6 separate regions of the Mus musculus genome follow, and regions 1, 2, 4, 5 and 6 are each linked to region 3. A link is a contact called in public HiChIP or PLAC-seq and promoter capture Hi-C data. All regions are on one chromosome and are shown on one strand. The core of a region is the stretch at or near the end of the contact, and the rest is flanking DNA. Distances in the headings are between cores, read along the strand shown.

The links. Promoter capture Hi-C pulls out the DNA fragments that hold promoters and counts their contacts. HiChIP or PLAC-seq counts read pairs in DNA pulled down with a chosen protein or histone mark. Capture Hi-C pulls out chosen DNA fragments and counts their contacts.
Region 1: a promoter capture Hi-C map of liver shows a contact between it and region 3. The contact joins the promoter of Hyou1 here to the promoter of Atp5l in region 3. A contact is called at or near these places in 1 of 39 promoter capture datasets (pre-B cells), 1 of 484 Hi-C or Micro-C datasets (cardiomyocytes), 1 of 115 datasets of contacts at active chromatin or transcription factors (astrocytes) and 2 of 9 other capture datasets (liver and pancreatic islet).
Region 2: a promoter capture Hi-C map of embryonic stem cells shows a contact between it and region 3. The contact joins the promoter of Mcam here to the promoter of Atp5l in region 3. A contact is called at or near these places in 1 of 39 promoter capture datasets (embryonic stem cells), 1 of 115 datasets of contacts at active chromatin or transcription factors (bone marrow-derived macrophages) and 2 of 9 other capture datasets (adipose tissue and liver).
Region 4: a promoter capture Hi-C map of erythroid cells shows a contact between it and region 3, with 5 times the contacts expected there. The contact joins the promoter of Hmbs here to the promoter of Atp5l in region 3. A contact is called at or near these places in 1 of 39 promoter capture datasets (erythroid cells) and 2 of 9 other capture datasets (liver and pancreatic islet).
Region 5: an H3K4me3 HiChIP or PLAC-seq map of bone marrow-derived macrophages shows a contact between it and region 3, with 4 times the contacts expected there. The contact joins the promoter of Hinfp here to the promoter of Atp5l in region 3. A contact is called at or near these places in 1 of 39 promoter capture datasets (erythroid cells), 2 of 115 datasets of contacts at active chromatin or transcription factors (bone marrow-derived macrophages and embryonic stem cells) and 2 of 9 other capture datasets (adipose tissue and liver).
Region 6: a promoter capture Hi-C map of liver shows a contact between it and region 3, with 4 times the contacts expected there. The contact joins the promoter of Pcsk7 here to the promoter of Atp5l in region 3. A contact is called at or near these places in 10 of 39 promoter capture datasets (the 3T3-L1 cell line, 3T3-L1-derived adipocytes, the C10 cell line and 7 more), 2 of 484 Hi-C or Micro-C datasets (cortical neurons and embryonic stem cells), 4 of 115 datasets of contacts at active chromatin or transcription factors (astrocytes, extraembryonic endoderm stem cells, large pre-B cells and 1 more) and 1 of 9 other capture datasets (pancreatic islet).

What each region holds. Positions count from the first base shown.
Region 1 is chr9:44,378,103-44,381,256 of GRCm38.p6, forward strand. Hyou1 (hypoxia up-regulated 1) reads left to right here and starts at 1,388. Exons shown (of 26, transcript NM_021395.4): 1 at 1,388-1,493; 2 at 2,411-2,508; 3 at 2,714-2,807; 4 at 2,952-3,030; 5 at 3,152-3,154. The coding sequence starts at 2,418.
Region 2 is chr9:44,133,372-44,136,677 of GRCm38.p6, forward strand. Mcam (melanoma cell adhesion molecule) reads left to right here and starts at 1,287. Exons shown (of 16, transcript NM_023061.2): 1 at 1,287-1,385; 2 at 3,147-3,277. The coding sequence starts at 1,319. Gm10687 (predicted gene 10687) reads right to left here and starts at 1,114. Exons shown (of 2, transcript NR_152189.1): 1 at 990-1,114.
Region 3 is chr9:44,919,244-44,922,186 of GRCm38.p6, forward strand. It overlaps Atp5l (ATP synthase, H+ transporting, mitochondrial F0 complex, subunit G), which reads right to left and starts at 1,499. Exons shown (of 3, transcript NM_013795.5): 1 at 1,367-1,499. The coding sequence starts at 1,418. Gm30934 (a long non-coding RNA gene) reads left to right here and starts at 1,484. Exons shown (of 2, transcript XR_379340.4): 1 at 1,484-1,874; 2 at 1,985-2,943.
Region 4 is chr9:44,340,791-44,343,788 of GRCm38.p6, forward strand. Hmbs (hydroxymethylbilane synthase) reads right to left here and starts at 1,591. Exons shown (of 14, transcript NM_001110251.1): 1 at 1,431-1,591; 2 at 1,228-1,281; 3 at 836-908; 4 at 425-474; 5 at 286-341. The coding sequence starts at 1,263.
Region 5 is chr9:44,304,283-44,307,291 of GRCm38.p6, forward strand. Hinfp (histone H4 transcription factor) reads right to left here and starts at 1,389. Exons shown (of 10, transcript NM_172162.3): 1 at 1,334-1,389.
Region 6 is chr9:45,905,062-45,908,328 of GRCm38.p6, forward strand. Pcsk7 (proprotein convertase subtilisin/kexin type 7) reads left to right here and starts at 1,508. Exons shown (of 17, transcript NM_008794.2): 1 at 1,508-1,978. Rnf214 (ring finger protein 214) reads right to left here and starts at 1,850. Exons shown (of 14, transcript NM_178709.5): 1 at 1,291-1,850.

The DNA.
Region 1 (3,154 bases), core at 138-2,637, 540 kb before region 3:
ATGTGTGTACAGCACACACAAAATGAAAAAAGCGAAACTCAACAGAATCGACAACTTACACATCTATCACTGGCAGATAAAGCCCACATTATGCACTGTTGTACACAATGTTGTACAGTAGTAACGAGGGAAATCCCACTGACACAGAAAATTCTTAGTTGAAAAATAGCAAATAATTGCTTTTTTTGTTATTGTTCGAAAAATGTTACTTTTCTAGAAAGAGATATGTGTATCATAATGAGCAGGAAGTTACATATCATGCTACAGATAAGAGTGGGAGGTTGTGTCAGGGGACTTACTTTTATTTATAAATCTTTTCTCTGGGTAGCAGTGTGTGTGTTTGGTTGGTTTCGTTTTTGAGACAGAGTTTCTCTGGGTAGCCTTGGTTGTTTGTTGTGGAACTTGCTCCGTAGACCAGGATGGCCTCAAGCAGGTAGAGATCTGCTTGCCTCTGCCTCCCAAGTGCTAAGATTAAGGCCACCACCACCAGTCCGTTCCTAATCTTTACATCACATGAATACTCATTTTTTAAAAAAAGATTTATTTATTATTATATGTAAGTACACTGTCTTTAGACACACTAGAAGAGGGAGGGCATCATATCTCATTATGGGTGGTTGTGAGCCACCCACCATGTGATTGCTGGGAATTGAACTCCGTACCTTTGGAAGAGCAGTCAGTGCTCTTACCCACTGAGCCATTTCACCAGCCCGAATACTCATTTCTTTTCTTAATTTTTGAACGGTGTTGTTGATGGAATCCAGAGCCTTAACTACGCCAGACAAGAGCTGTATCTCTGAGCTATTTTCCCAGCCCTGAACCATTCCTAAGAAGAAACAATGACGGTACCAAAGGTCAAGCCAATTAAAGTCTTATTTTTTAGTTTGCAATATCGTCTCTCGTACTATTGGGGTTCAGAGTTAAAGCCAATCCGTCACAAACACGGTTTATCTCCGGCCCATCAGCGAACATCATTCTTGTGGCTTAGGTTTTTCAATGAACCCATAAAGTTGGAGTGGTCCCCTGTTATCTTGCCCAAGTCCAGGGCACACGCATGCGCCTCTTCCGCGTCGCCGCAGCGAATGCAGCTCAGTATGATTCCGTCGCGCGGATGCCCCAGGTAACCGGAAGAAGGCCAAGGACTTCGCAATCCACGAGAGCACCTGCTCCCACGCGGGGTTCCGCTAGGGTTCCGCATCGAAGCGTCCGGCACCGATGCTGGCAGAAGTCCCGCGAGGAGTAACCCGGCCGCGAACCGTGACGTGGCCCAATCCGCAGCCAGCTCTGGCAGTTTCGTCCCAACCGGTACTCAGGCCCAGCTGCGTCCTCGAGGGGCGGGGCCGCAGAGGGGCGGGTCTTCTACGTGGACCAATGGGGTCTCGCGCCGGGTCTCGTGGGCGGTGCTAAGTGCGCGGCGCAGGGCCGAGCGGCAGGGGCGCCAATGAGCGTGCGCCGCGTCCGGGGCCGGCTGGTGCGCGAGACGCCGCTGAGAGGTTGGTGGCCACTGTAACAGTTTGCAAACGAAGGGGAGTTGTGAAGGGCCCGGGGTTGGGGTCGTGCTGCTGGCCGTGTGGGTACGTCCTCGCCGCCTTGATCCCGGAGCGAAGGACACAGGAGCTGAAGGCCAGAGGGAGCGGGGGTGAGGATGGAGCAGCCGTCGGGCCGCGGCTCCTAGGGGAGGCAGCGTGCTAGCTTCGGGGGCGGGCCGGTAGCCGGAGCGAGGGCCGCACGGACACCGGTCCCTTCGGTCCTGAAGTTCAGGCGCTGAGCTGCCCCCTCGCGCTCAGGGTGGGCCTGAATCCATTTCTGGGAGTGGGATCTTCCACCTTCGTCAGGTGAGGTTTAGGTGAACATCCACCCGGCTTGTAACCTTAGCCTGCACAACGTCTGCGTAGGCAGCGTGGCCCAGGAGTGGGATGGGCAAGGAGGGTGGGCTGGACAATGCTCAGGGAATTCAGAGAAGGGGACAAACCCTTCTGTGCCAGCCATCCCCAACGTCATCACCTTCCAGTTCCTGCCCAAGCTCAACCTGGCTTTCCCGGCCACCCGGGAACCCCAGGTGTGAGGTATTTGAGCCGATTTCGAGGGTCCTGGCCAAGCTCCAGGTGTCTGACAGGTACAGTGCTGTGGTGTGCCGATTGCTTACCTGTACGTAGACCGAAAAAAGGTCAACTCTTATTTGTCTAAGTAAGTGGTGGAGGGCCCTTTTGCTTCGGCCCGAATGTGAGACACTTGGGAGGATGTTTAAAATGATTGAAACTCCTCAGGAAGGAAGAGAAGAGGTCGAGCTGCTGTGCTTTTTTGCCAAAGTGCAACAGATAAGAATCTTTGAGCTTGTCTGTTCTGGGATGTGGTTCTGTTTCCTTCTTCATTCAGCATCCAGTTACAAGTGTTTTTCCTTTCCCATTAGGGTCACAATGGCAGCCACAGTAAGAAGGCAGAGGCCAAGGAGGCTACTCTGTTGGGCCTTGGTGGCTGTCCTCTTGGCAGACCTGTTGGCACTGAGCGGTATGTACCTGGCTAAGGTGTTAAAGAAGAATGGAAGGATAAGAGGGCACAAGGTGCCTACTCGAGTTTGGGGTTGCTGGATCTAGCCTTTTTCTTTGTCTTTGCCATGGAAAGCAGGCTGCTTCCATTGATTTGCCTTAGGAAGGCAGGAGGGTGTGGGAAGCAGAGAACTGACAGAGAAACCTACATTCTGTCTTCCCTTCAGACACATTGGCTGTGATGTCTGTAGACCTGGGCAGTGAATCCATGAAGGTGGCCATTGTCAAGCCTGGAGTGCCCATGGAGATTGTATTGAACAAGTAAGAGTAGATCTGGGTCAGGGGTGTGTTTATAATTTATAGTGCCCACTTCAGACTGTGATGGCTGAGCCCCCGTATGAGATCTGGTGGCGTCTGGCTTCATAGTCTGCTGCAGGCAGCTGGGCTAATGCTGCTTTTTCTTAGGGAATCTCGGAGGAAAACTCCAGTGACTGTGACCTTGAAAGAAAATGAAAGGTTTTTAGGTGATAGTGCAGCCGGCATGGTGAGTAACAGCCCTAGCCAGATTCGTTCCCTCAGAGGCTAGCCTTTTATCTAGCTGGATGAAGTAGAGGCAAGGTAAGGTAGGTTTGGGCCTAAGAATTGGCTGGGTCTCCTCCTTTCAGGCC
Region 2 (3,306 bases), core at 37-2,536, 790 kb before region 3:
AGGCAGGGCCCTCTTCCTCTCTCCCATCAAGAGCCCAAGCCTGAGGCCAGTCGGCATGGCTCTGTCTGGAGGCTAATGGCCAGGGAGGAGGGTCAATGAGATTTGAGTGATGAGGTAGATGTGATTTGCCAGTCATCTGAGTCATCAGAACACAGCCCAGAGCATCCTCTCAAGTCACCTGGCCATCTCTGGGGTTTGCTGCCTCAACCCTCCTCCCTCTCTCCAGCAGCGGCAGAAAGGCTGTTTGTTCCCTGTGGGGTGACAGACCCCTCCCTGGTGAGAGTCCCAGCCAAGGGTGAAACCCTTCCTGAAGCTCTGGTGCTAGAGCCTTTTTGAATCTAAGAGTCCAGAAGACCCAGGGAGAAGTTGGGATTAGAAAGGATGGAGGCTAGGGCTCCTGGCACCTTTCTGTGTGGGAGACTTAGGCTTTCAGTAACCTGAGGCCGTTGCCCCGTGAGAGAGTTGAGGGGTGGGTAGGGAAGGCAGCTTTCAAGCATTAGAGAGAGTAATAGGTTTCTGGGAGACAGGCTGTAGACTCCCACATCCGTTAGTATTAACTTTTCCTCATTGAGGTGAGGGAAACCGAGACAGAGACCAGAAGACAAAAAGGATTATCTGGGTCAGGGCGTGGACCATGGGCTTGTGAATTCAGACCCCTTCCTCCCTTCTCTAGGGTAAGAGGGACTTGCAAGAATTCGAATATGAAAAGATAACCCAAAAGGCACCGTTTCCAACTCTCCCGCCCCCTTGCAGGCACCCCTAGGTCTGTGGGACCTGGCACAGTTCTTCCTCCAAGGCTGCCAGGCCAGCGAAGACTCTGGAACAGTGCCAAGCCGGCAGCCGCCGCAGTGAAGCGGTCATTCCAGAAGGCGACCAGGGCCAGCTCCATGCCTCCACAGCAGGGTAGAGGAACCTGACTGAGAGTCCTCTATCAGGGATACCTCTCTGTTGCTCCTCTGCTAGAGGGTCCCCGCTAGTAGTGGACAAACCTGAGCGAGCGCTGCTACTGCGTCCAAGAGTCTACAGCGACCGGGCCAGCTTCTGCCGCCTCGGCCAGTCATTCGAGCCCCAGGACACCTGTCATTGCTCCTTCAACCTTTCCAAGCCAGAAAACGGGAGTTAGCCTCTAGGCCTGGATCGGGGAGCAGCAGCTCGCAGCCAGCGCGCCGGGGGCCCGCCCCCTAGGGCGCGGGGAGGGGGCGGGGGGCTACGCGGGGCGGGGCCGGGCGGCGCCCGGGGTCCCCTCCCCCGCCCCCCTGACGTCAGCCCCCGACAGCGGCGAGTTCCTCACTTGGCTCGCGCCCTCCGTCGGGGAAGCATGGGGCTGCCCAAACTGGTGTGCGTCTTCTTGTTCGCTGCCTGCTGCTGCTGTCGCCGTGCCGCGGGTGAGTTCTTTATGTTGAGGGGGCTGTGGGGGGCCCGACCCGCGTCCCTCAGAGCCCAGGCGTTGGGAGTTTGGGGATGTCTTCGACGGAGCCGGACTGTGCCGCCTGAGTGTACCGGAGATCAGAGCTGGTAGCAACGTAGAGTCGGGGCTCTGCACCCCAGTGGGCGCTCCTTCTTGCCAGAGTCCCCGATTTCCAGGCGCCCCGCGTGCGTGCAACTTCTTTGCGGGTGTGCAGCCTAGGTTTTAGAGTATTCTGGGAACGGACTAGTCGGGTTGCTGCAGCAGCGAGCGGGAAGGGGTGGGGCCGAGCTTCTGCAGGACGCTGGGCCCGGCCTCCCGCAGGTGTTCGCTCTGGGTGCTGGATGCTGGGTGCTGGAGTCCCGGCAGAGAGGCGCAGCCGGGGCGCATCCCCAACCCGTGCATCCCGCGCCCGCCTGTTGCTGGAAAAGGCAGTTTCCCTAGCTGGAGGGGGCCGCCGACCCCTCCCCCTCCGCCTGGGCCTCACGCCAGTTTGGAGGTGAGCGAGGGAGGAGGCCGCTCCTGCTGGGGCTGGGCGTTGGCAAGGGCAGCGGGTGGTGTGGGTCTCCTTGCGCCTCCGGGTTTGACGGGATTACAGGGGAAAGACAACAGATGGAGAAGTTCTACAACAGTAACAGCTTCTGTGGTCCACTAGAGTCAGGTGGAGAGAGCCTGGCACCTCGGAGCTTTCCTTTAAGCCATCGAGTAGACATGCTTTCCTGGGTCCGGGCTTCCCTTGTAGGGCACACGCAGCGGTGTCGTGTGTTATTCTTGGCTCTTTCTCGCGTCTCAGCCACTGGTCAGGCTGGGGAAGGGGAGGACTGGGCATTACCCACTTCTCTGGCCTCTTGCCCAGTGCCAGCCACGTCCCTGGGGTACTCCAGTCTAGTGCCTCCCAGACTGACCTTATTTCTGGGGAAAGGGCTAAACCCAGCTAGGCAATCGCAGCACAGAAAACTCAGTTTCGCTCTGCCCTGCTCTTCTGGCCCTTAGAAAGCAGGGATTCAAAGTTCCTGCTGTTGGTAGAAGGCTATTCCCACCTTCCCTCCAGTCTGGAAGCCACACAGTCCAGACATCCCAGGGTCCAGGCAGATTGTGCTTAGTGACATCACCTCTTCTAAGAGCTGGCAGCATGCTGGCACCACTGACGTCACTCCTGCCCACTCTCTGGTTTTTGACCTAACCCTTGGCGGAGACTGACCCCTCTAGACTTGGATGGGGTCTTCAGATTGTATTGCAGCGTTTCTTGACATGCTACTGTGGGAACATAAATCATAGCCTCTGGCTAGAGTTGGCTCACTGTGTCTTCCAGAGGATTTGGGGGACAGAGGGTAGAATAGTGACGTCTTCGTGGAGGGGGGGCACACAAAGGGGCCTGTGTGCCCCAGCCTGGCACATGCCTTACATTCCCCTAGTCTGAGCTCACCAGGACTAGGAAGGGGCCCAGGAGCAAAGGGGCCTTCATCTTGGCCCAGAGCCCATGTTGCTCTTATCTGTCTCTCCACCAGCTTCTTCTAAGATATACCCAGTCACTCTGTCTGTGTTTCACTCCGTATTACACTGGGAGAGGTCTGACCCAGGTTGGGGGTGTGGGCTTGGTGAAGTTGAGGGTAAGGAGAGGGTAAGGCCCTCCCCAGACCCTTCAAGTGGGACAGCTGCAGTGAACCAGGAGAGGGGAGGGGACCGGACAGAACACCTGGAGCTGACAAAGCTGCCTGGGCATGCCCCTCTCTTTCCCCAGGTGTGCCAGGAGAGGAAAAGCAGCCAGTACCCACGCCCGACCTGGTGGAGGCAGAAGTGGGCAGCACAGCCCTTCTCAAGTGTGGCCCCTCACGGGCCTCAGGCAACTTCAGCCAAGTGGACTGGTTTTTGGTGAGCGCCTGGACTTTGGAGGGCAGTAG
Region 3 (2,943 bases), core at 249-2,748:
TTTACCTTGATAATGTCTTTCATTTTGGATTTCATCAATAAAATCAGTTTTAAATTTCTGAATACAAGCTACCTAAAAGATGCAAAAGTCATACGGCCGGAAAAATACTCTCTACGAAATATTAAAAATAGCACCTCAAACCATCAAAGTCCAAACGTCAAAGCCTTTTGGTTGTATTGGTGTAAAAATTGTAGTACGTTGCTTCAGATCACCTAATGATTTTTTACTAAGGAAATTCTTTGGAAAACAGCTATTGGCAGCCTCAGGTTCCATAGGAAGGAATCCAGTATTTATAGACTCTGGCTGGCACTTTAAGGGTTTAAATAGCTCACTAGCTGGTGATGAAGGGGAGAAAAAAAAGAATTACTAAATATGCAAACAGGTTGGAAAGCTCAAAATTACAAGTTTTTAAAATTCCACCTCAGAGGGCTGGAGAGATGGCTCAGCGGATAAGAGCACTGGCTGCTCTTCCAGAGGTGCTGAGTTCAATTCCCAGCAACCACATGGTGACTCACAACCATCTGTAATGGGATCCAATGGCCTTCTCTGGTGTGTCTGAAAACAGCTAGTGTACTCACATAAGTAAAATAAATAAATCTTTGAAAAAAAATCCACCTTCAATTCACATTTCATAACCAAATTTGAACATTTGGAAATAGGACCTTCAACCACTTAATACAATACAGAAAAGAAGAAATTGTAAACTTAATCTCCTGCTTCAAAAATACAGTAATTTTCTACTCAGAAGAGAACTGTATCGATTGAACATACTGCTCAGGCTTATAACTACTCAGTGTTTATCTGAGAGACCGCGGTCTATCAGAATTTTCAAACAAAACAACCTCACGAATGCCAAGCCAAGGTTCTGAAGACGACTGCTGACAGGCGTCGCTTTCTGTGCTGACTGGGGAGGGGATATTCACCCCTACGTTCCAAATTCCCTTCATCGGACGCAGAATTCTCTAGGCTCTAACCAGGATGGTAAGCAAACATAACTTTCAAAGATCTCTCACCCGTCTTTAAAATTTCTGATGGCTTTCAAATACTTCGCTGAGACGCAGACCAGCTATGAGGTCTGATGTGTGACCTCTCTCTCCCCTGTTACCGACCTCCCTTCCCAACTCTCCCGGCACGGTAAGGGGGCATCACGGCGTTCGCGGCGGAGTGAGGCCGGGCAGAGTTACACGACCCACTCGCTCCCCGGCCGAGCTAGGACCCTGCAGCTTGTGAGCTCTAAGCAGCCGCGGGCAGGCCAGGCGAGGCTGCGGCCTTACAGTGGCCTCCTGGAAGCCCTCCCGACGCCCACGGCCCCTTGGTGCCGCAGCACAATCCCTCCCCTCGCGAGCCTCTCCCGGGCTGCGCTCACCGGCTACCATCGACGGTGCCTTCTCCGCGAAGTTACGGATGAACTTGGCCATGGTCTAAGGTGGAAGGTACGTCTCCCCGAACCGCCGGCTGAATGTCACCCCCGGAAGGACCCGCGGCAGGACCCCTTCCCCATTTCCAAGGTCAGGCTGCCCCTCTCTGTGCCTGTTCAAAACATATAGGTATTGATTCCCTGTTTGTGGCATCTCATTAGTCAGTTTACTTTGTTCACTCCAAGTAAAAACCTAGATATAAAAAAAAATGAGGCGCGATAACACGTGAAGAATCCTGAGATTCCTCAGGGAGCAGGCATTACTTGGGACAGCTATTCATGTTGGTCCGGAAGATCGGTGAAGTGGGGGAAATGCGCATGCGTTATTGGTTTTCTTGGCTTGATCGCCACATTAGCTTGCGGCAGTTTTATAGCTTTTCAGAAAACATGGAAAACGAGGCTGGAGGGCTTCATAAGATGCTTGTGGGCCTATACGTTCGCTTTAAAGGCATAGCAGGTCTGAGGTCAAATAGGAGCTTTAAGGGGCCACATAGGCGTTACATTATGTGACTCACCCATTCACCGACTTCTTTAATTGACTTTTTATAATTCCGTTTTCCTCCGCAGCCAGTATCAGAATTGGGATCCAATCCGGTTTTTCAAACAAGCCAGTAGGAGCTGTGCGGACAAGAGGAAGAAAGTCATGTGTGTTGAGGGTGTTGCACTGTGCCAGGCATTTTGTAATTTGGTGGAAGCATGCTTTGGGCATTATCCCCTTAGAGACCAAGATTCCTAAATAGTCATAGAAGGAGTCAGTTGCAAGATAAATACGCAAAGGAACATAAGGTTAAGCGTGGTGCTGATCTGGGAAGGCGTAGAGATTCTTGGTGTATAAGAAAATATACAAATTCCAAAGGCTGTAACTTTGACATTATGAATGAAAACAACAAAAACAAACCAGGAAACCCAAAAACTATGTAGGAAAGTAACATTTGATGAGGAGAACAAGTTCTGGAAAAGCCCAATCTTTAGAAGAAAAACTGAGGGGCTGGAGAGATGGCTCAGCATTATGAGCACTGACTGCGCTTAGGTTAGGAGTTCAAATCCCAACAACCACATGGTGGCTCACAACCATCTGTGATGAGATCTGATGCCCTCTTCTGGTGTGTCTGAAGACAGCGACAGTGTACTTACATATAATAATAAATACATCTTTTAAAACAAAACAAAAAAAAACCTGAAGTAAAATTCATGGGGTGGTTAGAAAAGTTAGAAGTGGGATCAAGGAATCAGTGAGGGAGAGACATGCTGCCTTAGACAGTGAAGTCAAATTAAAGCAGGAAAGATAACCTGAAACCCACATTATACCAGCATACAGGAGCCTGAAGATTGGAAGTTACAGGCCAGTCTGGACCGAGGTAAGACAGGCCAGCTAATTATGAGTATGAACATCTGTGACATTAACTAGAAAAGGTTTCAAACCCTTAGAAACCAGATTGCAGCAATGAAGAAATATGGAAGCAAGAGAATATAAGTCAGACAACCCAAGAGGAAGGTGGAGCTCAGGAGTCCAGGACAGGGAGACA
Region 4 (2,998 bases), core at 341-2,840, 580 kb before region 3:
GAGAGAGGCTTTGAGTAGGTGACCTTACCTCCACCACCCACCCCAGCATCCTTGACCGTTCAGGAAGATAGCATCTTAAGATCTAAGACCTGGTCTCTTCTCAACTACTCTACCCCATTTCCCCAGACAGTCTGATTCCCCAGGTAGTTAGGCTACTCCAAGGCAAGGCTCTCTCCTCTGTGAAAGCCTGTGAGCTCCACAGTCTAACCCGACAGTCCTGCCAATATTGGGGAGCCACTTTGGGGTTCTAGGCTCGGGGTACCACATTCCTCCATCCTCACTCACTCGTTTTTTTCCAGGGCGTTTTCTAGCTCCTTGGTAAACAGGCTCTTCTCTCCAATCTGCCAGGCAAGAGAGAGCCTCAGAGTGAACCCCTTACACGTGGGAGAGGGACAAGAAGAATGGGGACAAGGACTGGCGTTACCTTAGAGAGTGCAGTATCAAGAATCTTGTCTCCCGTGGTGGACATAGCAACTGAGGAGAGAGTCAATCAGATACCCATTAACACCTACTGAGTCACCCCTCGTTCAGGCCTTGACTGGATTCACAGTGGAGTCTGAGGCATAGAAGACCCAGCCCCTACTCTCTCAGATACACACACCGACAGAAAAAGCAGACATACTCATAAAAGAACCCAAAGCAGAAAGTATGAAATGTCAGGCTAGCCCGGGCAGCTGGAGGAGATGTGCACAGGAGACAATCTTTCTTTCCCTTCACAAGCAGCCAGAATAGTCTTACAAGGCAGGCTTTGACCACAGGCAAAGCCAGAGATGCCCTGTCCTCCGGTTCACTGGCTTCCCGTTCACTACCAATCACTCCTCTCAAGAAAACTTACTGATTTCAAACTGTATGCCAGGGTACAAGGCTTTCAGCATCGCCACCACAGTGTCGGTCTGTATGCGAGCCAGCTGGGGAAAGAGAGTCAGATGGTTTCTCACCTCCCCTGGCCACTGGCCCAGGCTCAGACCCTCATATGGACCAAGAAAGCAATGAAAGGGGTTAGACTTCTCACATGAGGCCTGCCCTGAGAGTCCCTTCTCTGTACCCCAATCATTTCCCTGCTCCAGAGACTCTCTTTTCTGTACCCCATGAAATCGACTCTCACACACTCTTATTTGCTCAATGCTAGCCTTTGGGTCCCACTAGTGACCCTGTGAGTCTCTGGGTCCCACTAGTGACCCTGTGAGCATTACAATTCTTGAGACAACGCGCTATGTCTGTACTCACCTGGCTCTTACGGGTGCCCACTCGAATCACCCTCATCTTTGAGCCGTTTTCTTCCTGCAGAAGAAAGTCCCTAGGTTACGATCTTTTCCTCATTCAAAGAACTAGGATCACAGGCTTAGGAAAGAGGACTCCCAGGTCCTAGGCAGGTGAGGCTGCTAGGAAGGAGAGACTCCCAGGACTGGTCCTTGAATCTTCCTTGGTACCTTCTGCCCTCCTACGGGATCCAGAGAAGCAAGACCAGAGGAAAAGCTGTAATAGGATCTGTTGTGGCAGCAGCAACAGGACACTGAGCCCCAAAGCCCAGCCTGGCCAAGGAGGTTCTGAGTGGGAGGGCTGCACACAGCCAGGTGGGCAAAATGATAAGGCCCATCAGCCTCGGCACAGTGAGGGTGGGCCCTGCTGGAGGGTGGGGCCTACAGAAGCTGGGGCAGGACAGCCGAAGCCTCCCATTGCTAGAGAACAAGCTCACTGTCCACAACAACTCAGGCACTTGAGAAGGCCTCACTAAGCCCTGGGTGAGTCACTAAGCATCCCTTAGTACCACCAGGATGTACTCCTAACAAGGACTGAAATCAACCAAGCTAATGTACAGCCCTTTCATGCCCTTGGCTGGGTGACTTTGGGAACATCATCCCATCAAGGGCTTGTTAAATTAAAGGCCACCTCATGCCTCAAGAAGTCCCAGAAGACTACAAGAATAAACTGCCTAACAGTCATTGCCTACTGGCTTCCTCTGGTGTCTTAAGCCAGAGCCAAGAGCTCAAAAGGACACACCTCTTTCTTTTGTTAAGGCGCCTTGGATAAAGGTGTCTAGGGCCAAGCAGGTAGAACTGGGTTCTGCAGTCTGATACAAAGGGGACAGGAGTCACTGTACAGATTGTCCCCCTTCCCTGCACCAGGTTCCTCATCTCACAGGTTCTTCTATAACCAGACACTCAAGTTCTTGGTCACTGAAGGTGAAAACTTGCTCTTGGACTCCAGTCTACTCCACTGCTGAAGATCCCTCCAACAAACGACTCTGAGATAGCCTTTGCAATTTAGCTGGGCTTGAAATAACACAGAAATTTCGGACAACAGGGAGCCCATAGAAAGGAATTGCTAAGTTCAAACAATTTGTTTTTTAATTAATTGACCCAGAACAGCATTTGAGCCGTGTCTGCATATTGTCCTTGCAACAACCCTACTAGGTTAGACAGGGTAGGTACTTCCACCCGTGTCACAGAAGCAAAGATGCAGAGTGGTCAAATTACTGTCTAAACATCTCACAGCTATGAACAGACAGAAAGTGGGTGCTGAAATCCAGGCCTTCCTACCCTAACCCTGTGCTCTAAAAATGTTTTCATAGCCAAGACTACTGCTTACTGCCTGGGCAGGAGATAAGCAGGCTTCCCAGCTCAGCCTTATCTCAGGCAGCCTGCCCACAAGTTCAGAACTTTCCAGGCAGGCCAGAAATGACAAGGCCCAGGGGTGGGTTCCCCCGCTCACAATAGCAATTCAGGTGTGTCTCTACTAGGACTTTTGTGGGTGGCTAAGGCTGGGTGACTTCATAACGGTGAACGGGAGAAGGCGTGTAACCTCCAAGATGTTTGTATACAGTTTTAAGAAGTGGGGTGTGCTCTCCCCTGAATGAAGTGGATCGTATTCCGAGATAGCTGGATTTGCCTCAGCCCCTTCTTCGTGAAAAGGATCTTGTCTGTGTATAATCCTTTACTGGCCGGGAACAACAGAGATCCAGCCAGAGCCTACAGGGATGGAATCCCAGGGCGGACCA
Region 5 (3,009 bases), core at 139-2,638, 620 kb before region 3:
TCAGGCATTCAATACCATAATTTGTCTTTGCTTTGCCCACACAATACTAGATCCCACTACTCCTTTAACGTTAAAATGTAGATTCCATTTGACTGAAGGAGCCCTGTTTACACTCCAGTGTCTATACTTTACTAAACATTTTTAAGAATATAATAAGCTGGGCGTGGTGGTGCACGCCTTTAATCCCAGCACTCGGGAGGCAGAGGCAGGCGGATTTCTGAGTTTAAGGCTAGCCTGGTCTACAAAGTGAGTTCCAGGACAGCCAGGGCTACACAGACAAACCCTGTCTCTAAAAACAAAACAAAACAAAAGTATATAATAAGTATGTAGTTTAAAAGAACGAGAACAAAGTGAAAGGTTGATGCAAAATTTCTAGGAGGGACATTAAAGGGACAATTCTGCAGAAGTGAGATGGCTCAGTGGGGGAAAGCAGCTCTTGTCACACTAGCCTGACAACCTGAATATGACCCCAGGAACCCCACCACCACCATTCACTCACATATGCTCACACCACTAATCAAGTGGTGGGGAACAGGGTGGCGTTGCCAGTCTTTGAGACAGGATCTCTTGAGAATTTCAGGACAGCCAGAGCCACAAAGTTAAGATGGTCTCACAAAAAAGAAAGCCACCACGGACATCACATTATGTCTAAGGGTGTATCTGTCTGAAGAGGAAGTCAGAAGGATGGAGAAGGAAAATAAAACGAAACTCCTTAGTTTTGTGATCTTAAATTACTTAAGCCATATGGGCCTAATGCACTACTGAGGCTCACTAAGGGTTTGCTACATCTAGCCTTGTTTCTGAGTGTTAATTAGGGGATGGAGAAGCATCCAACCCCCCCAGGATCCTTACCTGACATTTCATCACTAGTCAAAGTACAAAACCATCCCATCAACAATTATCAGGAGAGTATATACTCTATCGCCAGGCACCAATGAACTCTGAGCCACAATCCAGAAGAAAGGCCCAGGTCCTAAACAAGGACTCACAGACCAGGATCTGACGGCTGAACCCCGCAACCAATCCAAGGCGCAGGACCAGGGAGATCGGGACACGAAAAGGCCGGTGGGCAGCCTCGCCTGGGCGCTGAGGCCGGAGGATAGGTAGCTAGAACTCAGAGGAAGTAGCCCATCCGGGAGAGCTTCCCGGGATCCCCGGCGTCAAGCGTGGTGCCGAGGGAGTCCAGCCGCAGAGACCCCCTAGCCCGAGGGCGCGGAGGCTAAGGGCCGGCACGGACGCCACACCGAGCGGCTCCAGGAAGCCCGGCCTTCCGCAGGCTCCGGAGAGAGCCGCTTTAGCCGCCAAGGTACGGGAGCCGCAAGCCTCCACTCACCTGCCAGCGCCGCTGGTTTGCCCAGCGCCCCACCCACCTCACACCATCTACCCCGAGGCGTTTGAGCGACGACCAGCGACAGCCAATCGCCGCTCTCGAGTCGACCGACAGCCAATGGCCGCTGCGTCTGTCAGAGCCCGTGCGCACCAAAACACGGAAGAGGCGGGAATCGTCCCGGAGAGGGCTCCGAGTCCCAAGGGGGAGAGTGAGGGACGACCGGATGTGGCTGAAGTTCGCGTCACCTTCAAAAGTGGGTTGGGCCTGCTCCCGACTGTGCGCAGGCGGGAAGCTTTGAGGCTTGAATTCCCACTACTGCGCAAACTCGCGCCGACCACCCACTGGGCATGCGCCTAGTTTGGCCGGCCTTGTCTGTCATCTTCCTCACGGTGTTTGTAGTTCGGTTAGTTGTCTAGGTAGTTCGCCTACACTGGGGCACCACCTTCATCTTTGATTTTCTTAAGTCTTCTCTGTTTTATGTACCGTACCCCAGGTTGACCTTGGACTCACAGAGACCCACCTGCCTAAGTGCGCCACCTCACCAAGTTTAAGGGATACTGGGGGATTCATTCAAGGGTTTCTGCTTGCTAGACAAATGCTCTACCAACAGACACACACACACCAGCCCCGGAGTCTACTTTTTTTTTTTTTCTTTTTTCTTTTTTTTTTTTTTTTTTTGGTTTTTTCGAGACAGGGTTTCTCTGTGTAGCCCTGGCTGTCCTGGAACTCAGAAATCTGCCTGCCTCTGCCTCCCAAGTGCTGGGATTAAAGGCGTGCACCACCACGCCCGGCCGAAGTCTACTTTCTTTAACACGTGATCATCCATATTCCTCTATCTTCACTTCCATTCTGTTCGACGAATGACACCCATTCCAGAACTCCACACTCATTTAACATGCCCCAGTGCTTAATTTCTCTACAAGACATCCTTCACAGAGCCCAGCAAAGTGATCTTTAACAAAACCAGACTCGATCAAGTCAGAATTCTGTGTAAAATATTCAAAGGCGTTCTGTTGCCTTCAGTACAATGGCCCCAAACCAAATGGAGAATTTCCAAACGCCAGCATCTGGGTGCTGCCTACCTCAAATCCTATCTTGCGTCTTGGACCTCATTTCCTGCACCTCAGACACAAATTTCAGTTTCCCCACCACACTGTGCCTCCTTTTACTTCCCATGTGTCCACTTGTTTTCCCCTGAAAGTCTCCCCTTCCCACTTCCCATTACGTAACTAGCCATTCTTGTGTTTTCAATGGAGACGGTCCTTTGCCTGAGAATTGACTCTTCTTATTATGATATATTGTATTTGTGCTTACTACTGTGCAGTCTACACTACCCAGTGAGAAAGACCAGTTGCGCCTATTTCTTCGTTTTTATAAACCAGTCACAGTCACACAATCCAGTGAAGGAAATTCAGAATTTAAAATTGCCATGCTCAAGCCAGGCGTGGTAGTGCATGCCTTTAATCCCAGCACTCGAGGGGCAGAGGCAGTCGGATTTCTGAGTTCGAGGCCAGCCTGGTCTATAAAGTGAGTTCCAGGACAGCCAGGGCTACACAGAGAAACCCTGTCTCGAAAAAAAAAAAAATGCCATGTGCGGCGGCACATAATTTCACTCCTAGCACTCCAGAGGAAGCGGCAGGTGGACCTCTGAGTTTAAGGCCAATCTGGTTTACATAGTG
Region 6 (3,267 bases), core at 258-2,757, 990 kb after region 3:
AAGTCCCAGTCAGCACTGCCCTCAGGCGCTGTCATACACATAAACATAAGGCAGACTACTTTTGTTCTGGACAGAAATGCAGTCATTCCAAACAGACGATAATCTGATAAGAATTTTCTGAATGGTCCACATACCTACCTCCATTTATTAAAGTTGACCTTTTTGGCCAAGATTCAATAATATGTTTAAATCCCTTTTGGCTGTTGCAGTCAAAGCATTCTCTATTAATTTAAGTGATAGGGTTTATGTGAGGTGTTTCCAAGAACAAGTCACCCCGGACCATCTCTGTGGGGTGTCTTTTAGCCTGACAGTATTCCTTTCCTACAGATGGGAATGTCTGGTATCTGCCAACGCCCCACTAACAAGTTACCATTGAGTCACAGGCTACTACTCAGTTACTCCAGGAGAAAAGGGAGATGTTGAAAAACATGGTAACTCAAGTAAGGGAACCCAAGAAGACGGTTTTTTACATTTTTATTTTTAAGAGCATCTTTTTTGCTGCAAAATAAACTCGGCCTTCTATGGTAACAAGAAAAACTAGGTGGTAAAAGTAGGATTAGTTCCCATTCCTGCTTTTATTTTGACAGCATCCCATGAATAGAATATCTCTGAACCCAGAAGAATGCACAAGAGCAGATACCGAGTCGGGCTGAATCAATAGTCACAGCTCAGTGCCTCAGTTTCCTCTCATAATAAAAAGCTCCTAGGTGAAAATGGGCCCTGAAACGCCATTATTGCATCTCGGATGCAATCAGTCTGCCTACAATAGGGTCGAGATCATTGCCTCCAACAGGGAACAAGGTCTGGGTCACCGATGCCCAGTAAACGAAAACCTTAGGGCAAGGGTCATACGTGAAACTCCGCAGCTAGAGCCCCAAACGAGAGGGATGGGGGGTGGGGTCGCACATCTGGCTCAAGAGCCCAGTGTGCCCAAGGGAATCCCGCAAGGCAGTGATGGTCACCAGTCAGGCGGCGACGCAGAAGGGGACAATGGGGGGAAGCTGCGCCGGGTGGTCACCGCCACTCTTCACAGGGAGCTGCCGCTACGCTGGCCCTTGGCACTGGCCAGCGCCACCTCCACCCCTTCCCCTCCGTCCTCACCGGCCGCCAGCTCCCGTCCCACTCCCAGGCCGGGCTCCCGCCCCTGTCCCCGCCGCCCCCTCCCCGCCGCCCCCTCCTCCTCCGCCGCGCCCCCCTAGTCCCGCCGTCCCGACCCGCGCGCGCCGCCCCGCACACACCTCCCGCGCCGCGCCCCCGGGGAGCCAAGCGGGGGGGAGGGAAGGGACGCACCTGAGCGGGCGGAGCGGGGGAGGGGGCGGCCAAGCCTGGGGGAGGGGTCGAGCGCTGGCCCGCGCGCGGCACCTCCCACTTCCGGCGGCGCGAGCGCAAGGGGGCGAGGCCGGGGCGGCGAGAGGAGCGGAACCCGCGGGGTGAGCGGCCGCCACCGACGGCGCCCTCTGGCGGCAGGCGCGGACAGCGACCGGACAACGGAGCCGCTGAGGGGACCAGCCCTGAGACCCAAGCGGAGCCCGAGGGACACGCGGGCCAGAGAGACGGCGGCCGGATGGAGGCGAGAGCCTCTCTGAGGAGTTTATGGGGAAGAGTCAAGGCTATGGCAGTCCGACGGAGAAGAGCCGCGAGGGGTGTTTAGAGGTCGGAACCGGGATGGTCCTTACAGAGGACGCCATGAAGGACGAGGGCCCTGTGGCGGAGGGGGTCCTGTGGCGGAGGACACGAGGATTCGAGGCGCCGGAACTCCCACAGCCCTCACGGGCCTGTGACAGAAGCTGTCGGCGGAGCGCCCGGAGCTCGGCCCGCTGGTCAAGAGGCCGCAGGCCCAGCCGCTGATTGGCTGCGGCGCCGGGCGGAAGTGATGTCGCTGTCAGTGGCGCCTCCGGCTCCGGGGAAGCCGAGAGTTTCCGTAGGGTGGGGGCTGCGGCGGCAGCAGCAGCAGCGACAGTAGCAACAGAGGCTGTGGGTGAGTCGGGAAGAAATGTAGTGGAGGCTGGACCTCGGATATACGGGGGACCATGGACCGGGGCTGGTCGGCGTCTGCGGAGGAGGTCCTTCGCTGAGGGCACCTTGGGTCCTGGCGTGGGCGACCCCAGAGGGACCGGGTCTCCGGGTCGTAGGTTCCGGACAGCATCGGTCCTAAGGAGAGAGAGGCACATTGCACGGAGCAGCTGAGTCCGCGTGGGAGTGGGGGCATCAGAAAACTCACTCTGTACAGACCCTGGTTCCTGTGAGTGGGGAGGCGGGGCTTGAAGGACGGTGGTTTAAGAGCAGAATCTTGAGCAGGAAAGGTGCCCGTCTACCTTAGTTGAGGGTGATGGGAGTCTATTTTCAGAAAGTGCTTAAGATTTCTTGCTCAGAGGTCTGAGAATAAGTGCTGCTGTGCCTCTGGACCACAGGGAGAAAAAAACAAACAAACAAACAAAACAAAACAAAAACAAAACTCGGTTTCTCTTCCAGAAATCTCTGTTGGAACCTACAGAGATTGTAGGAGCCTGCCTGAGTGGATGGCTGCTATCAAACCAGACTTTGGATTTACTTATATGCAGACTAGGGAAGACACCTGGGTATCTTGGGCCAAATTGAAGCAGCCCCAGGGGCAGGAAGAATGTAATAGGAAATATGCCATGGAACTTAAGGACATGGTGGCCCACACCTATAATAACAGCAGTAAAGGGGTGGAAGCAAGAGTTCTCAGCCAACCTTTATTATATAAAGAAAGCTTGTTTAAGCCGGATGTTGGTGGCACACACCTTTGTTATCCCAGCACTCTGGAAGCGGAAGCAGGCTGGCTCTCTTGAGTTCCAGGCCAGCCTGGTATACAGAGGAAGGGAGGTCCAAGGAGTCTTTGGTAAAACAGTCTTTCCAGAATGTTTTAAGTCGGTACCATCCAAGTGTATGTCTGGACACCAAGACTGCTGCAGTGTGGGCTTGGTAGACAGTAGTGAGTTTTAAATGAGCTCAAGACCCCACATGTGCCTTGTTCCTGCCCCCACAGTTGCTCGAAAGTTCTAATTTGGTGGGGTTTTTTCCCCTTTGAGTGGTTGAAGACAGGGCTGGAGCCTGTGCCCTCACTGAAAATCCAACTTGGTGAGACGGGGCCAGCTCCTTAGTCCTTCTTGCCAGTCATTTCCTCTCTCCCAGTTACCCACATGCACTTATACTACATTTTATTTCCATTATCTGGCTTTCTCCCTGATTGACAGTTAGGTCTTGCTAAGCCCTTAAAGAAGCAAATGAAAATAACATGATAGG